Linked DNA regions of Arachis hypogaea: region 1 is linked to region 2. Evidence: chromatin contacts called from public Hi-C data. All regions are on one chromosome and are shown on one strand. Each heading gives the region's core, a stretch centred on a gene start, on an enhancer-like site or on the middle of the called end of the contact. The rest is flanking DNA. Distances are from core to core; before and after follow the strand shown.

What was found. A called contact is a pair of places that touch in the nucleus more often than the background predicts.
Region 1: a Hi-C map of leaf shows a contact between it and region 2, with 2.3 times the contacts expected there. The contact joins the enhancer-like site here to the promoter of LOC112720396 in region 2. A contact is called at or near these places in 5 of 8 Hi-C or Micro-C datasets (leaf and an unstated tissue).

The regions. Positions count from the first base shown.
Region 1 is chr11:15,974,596-15,977,931 of arahy.Tifrunner.gnm2.J5K5, forward strand. No RefSeq gene overlaps it. Among protein-coding and RNA genes, the nearest start is that of LOC112723801, 7.6 kb to the left of the region's middle. Within about 2 kb of position 1,841, at least 2 of the 3 cell types and tissues checked have open chromatin away from gene starts, as enhancers often do.
Region 2 is chr11:15,917,413-15,920,745 of arahy.Tifrunner.gnm2.J5K5, forward strand. LOC112720396 (vacuolar lysine transporter YPQ1) reads right to left here and starts at 1,527. Exons shown (of 12, transcript XM_025771334.3): 1 at 1,074-1,527; 2 at 346-388. The coding sequence starts at 1,297.

The DNA of each region.
Region 1 (3,336 bases), core at 591-3,090, 57 kb after region 2:
ATTTTTTATTAGTAATTAATTAATAATATTTAAAAATATAAATTAAAAATATATTGTTAGATTATTAAATAAAAGAAATTAGATCATTAACTAAAAATGCTAACAAAAAATAATAAAATCTGTTGGCCATTTAGCATTATTAGTTATATAATTCATTAAAGATCATGTCTATATAAATGAGTTATTAAAAGTTTCATATAGGTTTCATCATTATTTTTTTCTACTTCCTTCTTTAGAGATATGTGAATTTGTAATCATAAAAAAAAACATTTCATCGATATTTTTTGTTTCACTGTTATCATATTGGTAGAAGATTAGAAACCAATTTTTAATTAATAATCAACTAATATTTCTTTTTTTTTTTTTTTTTTTTGCTACTTATTACTTTATGCTCATTGTTAGTTAAAGAAGAGTTCACTCTCTATTAAAACCGGATTATATTATGAAAAATATTAGAATTAATTTTTTTTATCAATATTAATGAATATTTTGAATCAATATTTTATTTTTATATTATTAAAATTTATAATTAATTAAATATTGGTTAAAAATGATAAATTTTGTTGATTCTATTGTATTACTCTTTTATACTAACATTTCATGAGTAAAGACCTAGCTTGCGGTTTGTTTTCACAAAGTATAAGGTGTTTATTGTTTATAAAAAAAGGGATATTTCGATCTTCTAACTTTTTTATTTTAGGATAATGTGATTCTTCTGTCAAAATATTTATTAAATAATAATGGAAATTAATTTTGTAGAAGTTTTATTTGTAATTTGTGGGGAGTTTTAAATCTTCCACAAATATTTTTTCAATGATATAATCAACTATGATCACTATTATCACCATCTTCTTTATTCTCATCATTATCAATTTTACCTCTACTATTTATGTTGTATAACCATATTTTGTCACCATTGTTATTTCTTTTACTTTCATCGTCACCAATACAAATATCATCAATATTAATATTATCTTATTTCATTTATTGTTCGATGTTATTTTTTCTCTTTAAAAAGTCTTCGTGCTGCAATTACTTTTTTCTCCTGCGATATCATTTTCAGCAATGATCTTTCTCCACTTAACCATCGGTGAAGGAATTTTTTAAAAATAATTTATTAATAGTTTGTAAGTGTTTAAAACCCCCCAAATTACAAATAAAACTCCCACAAAATTAATTTTGTTACTATTTAACATATTTTTTAATAAAGGAGTCATATTGTCCTAAAATAAAAAGGTTGAGAACTGAAATGTCCCCTTTTTTTTACACAGACGTCTTGTCCTTCGTAAAAATGGACAAGGGTCGGATGGGATATTTACTCAACAGTTTTATACGTACATTTAATTACATATCATTATATTAATAAAAATAATTATTTGTCAATGAATTATAACTCAAATAGCATAGTCTCCTTATATTCATTTAAGAGGTTACGGATTCGAATATCTCTATCTTCGTTAAAAGAAAAATAAAATAAAATGAAAATAACTATTTTTTATCTTGACAATATAAATAGTTATTTAAAAAATTAATGCATTAAAATTAAACTCAGAAAAAAATTATAAATCTTTCACTAATAGAGTTCGACTAAATTAAAAGGAAGGCGTGCCTAATTTGTGAATAATACTCTATTCATTAGAAAGGCTACCAGTCATAACAATGTTCCAGTAGAACAGAAGCCTAAGGGCTAAGGCAATACAGATAATGAAAGATAAAATTGAGGATGTCCCTTGGTGAATGTGGAACTTTTTGGGCCTCTATGATTGTTAGATGTAGGACACCGCCTTAGCAAATTTTTATTCTTGTGGGGCTAATATTCAAGACGTTTTATATCAAAATCAAACCAACACAACTAGAAGGATATGATTAGAACGACAGAACGAATAAGACACTGCTCGAGTGTCATCAACGAATGCGTTAGTGCGTTGCAATCATGAAATAAAAAACAGCCAAACAGGACAACAAATTTTAAAGAAACGGCGACGGTGCGCTGCAACTTGGTCATTAAAGTTATATACCACGTCTGCAAAGTGATCTTGTTCATGTTGCCTTCGTTGTTATCCATTTCCTCCCGAGCACATAATATTGATTGGAAATTTGTCGTATATATTTTGAATTTAAATTCCATATAGAATTAATATAAAATAATTTTTTATATATATCAAATTAAAATTTAATTTTGATGTACTGTATAAAATAATTTTATATTTATATTTAATTATGTAATACTACATAATAAAAATAATTATCTCTTATACCGATTACTGACTGTGTGAATAGTCATTTAAAAAAATAAATATGATTATACGACTTAATAAAACGCTTTATACTATCAGTACATCAAAATTAAACTAATCTAATAATATAATTTATGAATTAAATAATTATATAAAACATTTTATATTATTAATATATTAAAATTAAGCTGATATATTCTAAGTGTACTTATTTTTATTCTTTATTATTTTTAATATCAAATTGACACCATTATTGACTCATCACCTTTAGGCTTTAATGCTCTAACCAATTACGGTTCAATCATATCATATATCTTACATAGTTCCAGCAAAATCTATCAAATGAACGTAGAGGCCCACACACAGATTTATCATACATTTGTTAGGTACATAATATTTATGTGATTTTATTTAATAATTTAATTTTTAAAATAAATAGTTTTATCATATAAAATAACATATAGTTATGTATAATCACACATAAATAATTTTACGACACTCTGTTTTTACAAACAAATTAATTATAAGATACAAAGTTAATCTTGTAGTTCAATGTAACTGTTTTTTGGTTTAGGAGAATTAGTTTGTAATATGATATAAGAATTTTTATAATTAAAATATAAAATAGGTTAAATTTTCTTATTTTTATTCTTCTTAATAAAAATAAATAATTTTAAGCACAAAATACAGAAGAATTTGTGTAGTCTATACCTTAAATTTAGAAAAAGAAAATGAACAAAAAACATGTCAACCAGCATAAAAGTAAAGTAATCACATACATATCTTAATTTATCTAGCAGACTAAAGTTTTGAAAAAGAATTATTTCATAATATTTGAATCAAATGAGTGTGCACCTAATTCAATATGATTTAGGAATTTATCACACAAAATTAAGATGTCATTATCGTAGATTATAATATGGAGGGAAAAAATCGATCAGAAGCAGCAACGTATGGAACATGTTGAAGTCTGCGCCAATTACGAAAAACTGGAAAAGATTGAGAAGAGAATGAGAAACGTCGTTTCGTTGACAAGCTGCAAACATGAAACAACTGGTTGTCGCATCTTGTCTTGCATTAGTCATTAGATAACGATAGA
Region 2 (3,333 bases), core at 277-2,776:
AATAGAAGAGTAATACCCTAAGCTAATTTTTTTTAACTTCTATTAGCCAACTTTTAAAAAAATATTTTATTTATATTAAATTTTAAATTATAAACTTTAAGATAAAAATAATTAATTATTAACTAATTAAATACTTTTTCATCAATTATATTTTTATGTGGCGATTCTTTTTTATATTCCTATTTTTCTTCATTAAAACACTTATTGACTATGTTGCATCTCTAGTTTCTGTGTTTATCCAGAGCATGATGGTTAGAGGAAACGTGGCCTCGGGACTCTCAGGACCACCACCTGCAACCTGACAAATATTTAAATAGCGTGTATATGGTTCAGGGAGTCACTCACCGTAGCTGGTTCCAAAAGGCAACCCACCAAGTTGAATATGTCACTGCATTCAAATATTTGTTTTATTAATAAAGTGAAACTACCAATTAAAGCAATTAGTGCCACTTTAAGTGGTTAAAATTGGGTTAGTGTATCCAAATAAAGAGTGCTACTTTTATTGACCACCAGTAAGGTTTCGCTACTTGGAAGATACTGCAATCGAATATATATAAATCACAGAATTCACAGGCCACTATGAGAAAACATGCAACTGGTGGCCTGCTGTGTATTTTGTTTTTATATATTACTATTAATTTTTTTAATATATTCGAAAGAAAAGAGATTATGGAGGGGTTAGTGATAGTACTGTCATTTAATTAATTAATTAATTAATTAAAAGACTTTATTATCATCTATCTTAAAAGGCGCATCGGCGCATGTTAAAACAAAAGCAAAATCTTTGATTCAAAAGCAAAATTTGCCAGTCTTTTTATACATTTAAAGTTTGCTCTTAAACATTCTTCAACAAGTACCCCTTAAATATATTTTAAAAAAATTATATCTAATTAAAAACATGTTTGTGAGTTAAGAATTTTAAGAGAAAAAGTAAAAATGGAAGGTGTATGTGTATGTAGTTTAACATTTATACTATAAACTTCCAAAATCGTACTTACGAAGTCACAAAGACACAAACAACACTTTCAAGTTCAACGAACCTTTTATCTTAAAAAGAAAGTTGAGGAACTCACCCGGCGACCCAAGTGAAGAGAAAGGCAAGGGAGACTCCATGGCTTGACTTGGTGCGAAAATTTGTAATAATCTGAGGGATTTCAGCGACTCCCCAACACACAAGACTTATGAGACCGAAACTGAAGGAGATGTCATCTTTCACATTGCAAAGGCAGTCTTTGAAGTATTTCTCAACCCATCTCAGACATGGCTTCCTCTCCCTCACACAATATGAGCCTCCCATTCTCTCTCTCTGCTTTTTCTTTTTTTTTTTCCTTAAACTATTATTTTATTTCTGTGATATGCGAGGTTCAGTTGAGCTAGTGTTTCTTCCCGAGATTAAAGCTGGTTTTAATTTATAGGAAGGGTGCCTCTAGAAATTACGAAATGAAACACTACCAGACTTAAATAGGGTAAAAGCTAAAAATTCATCAATGGTCATTTTTGTCTTTTTGAAATTGAATTGTAGATGCCGAAAGAAAAATGGGATTTTTTATTTTAATAAATAAATAAATTATAATAATGACCGAAATAAATAATTTAAAAAATATTTATCGAAATAAATATTTTTCTTTTATCTCATTTACATTATAAACGAGATAATTTTGTATAGATATAGATGAAATATACGTAATTTTTTCAATTTTTTTATATTTTGTTTACAATGTAAAAAATATTAAAAATATAAAAACATAAAAACATATATCTCGTTTATATGTATTTATAAATATAAAAATATATTTTCTGAAAATAATAAAAAATATTAATAAATTTTAAAAATAAAAAATTCGTACGATGTTCATGTTCCATTATGAGAATAAATACGTAACTGTGCCCGCTCCTAAAAATTAAAAGATGGGTAGCGTGAAATTGATAGATAAATAAGATAGAGAAAGAATAGGGAGATAATCGTTTAATTGTGTTAGGGAGATAAATAAAAGAGTGGAAAATAACCGTTTGCCAATTGTCAGGAGAGGTTGATGGGATAAATAAAACAGAGGAAGAATAGGAGAAATCGTATCGTTAGGAGAGGTTTGCTAATTGTTAGGAGAGATTGATGGGAATAAATAAGTGAAAGATAATCGTTTCAATTCTCTTCTCATTTCTTTCTGTTTTATTTTTCGTGTATCAACTTCATACTTCCCATCTTAAATATATTCTCATACAACAAACGAAATTTAAATATATTTCAAATTTTTATATACTCCCATGCAACAACTAAAATTTGAAATATAATTATATTTAAATTATATTTCAAATTTTTATGTACTCTTATCCAACAAACAAAATTTAAAATATATATAATTTGAATTTAAAAATTAATAATAAAGAGAGTACATAAAAAATTTAAAAATTTTATCCGTTAGAAACAATAGTATTAATAGTGGGGTAGTTAGAAAAAAGGTAATGATATTAATAGTGGACAGTTTAATAGTGCACTTATATGCTTTCACGTAAACGTGTTGACATGTTTAATTTTAATGGACAGTCCATCTTCCCTATCATTTAAAATGCACGGTTTATCTTCTCTATCATTTAAAATCGTTCATTTTTTTTATTATTTGAAACGTTCCATTTTTAAGAGTTTTGTCCAATTTAAATCATTAATATTTTTTATTATTTTCAAAAATTATATTTAATTTATAACATGTATCTCGTTTACACTGTAAACGAAATAAACAAAAATGGAAAAACTACACCTATCTCGTTTATACGATAAACGAGATAAGAGAGGGATATTTATTTCGGTAAATATTTTTTAAATTATTTATTTCAATAATTATTATAATTAATTTATTTATTAAAATAAAAAATCCAAAAAAAATGTCAGGTGACTAGGTAAACAATATAAATATTGAACAATATGAATAACGGTTTTAAAAAATATTAAATTAATTATTAAAATTAGATTCCCAATTTATTAAAATAATCAATTTTGAATTTAAATTAGAAAAAAATGTAGAGAAATAATTTTTTTTAACAACCTAAACAATAAGTTAAGAGTTAATACTAAATTTGGTCCCTGAACTTACACGCGAGTCTCAATTTAGTCTCTCAAGTTTCAATTGCCTCTATTTAGTCCCCAAAGTTTATAAATGTACCTCATATTAGTCCCTAAGACGATTTTTAGTATAAAAACGTTAATGGAACGCTGTTATAGACTATCAGATGTCACGTTAAAACTTGTAAAATGATGTAGTTTTGGTTTTGACATTTAAATAGCTCAAAAACGGTATCATATCACTTATTTTGTTAGGTAAAATTTTAATAAACACCATT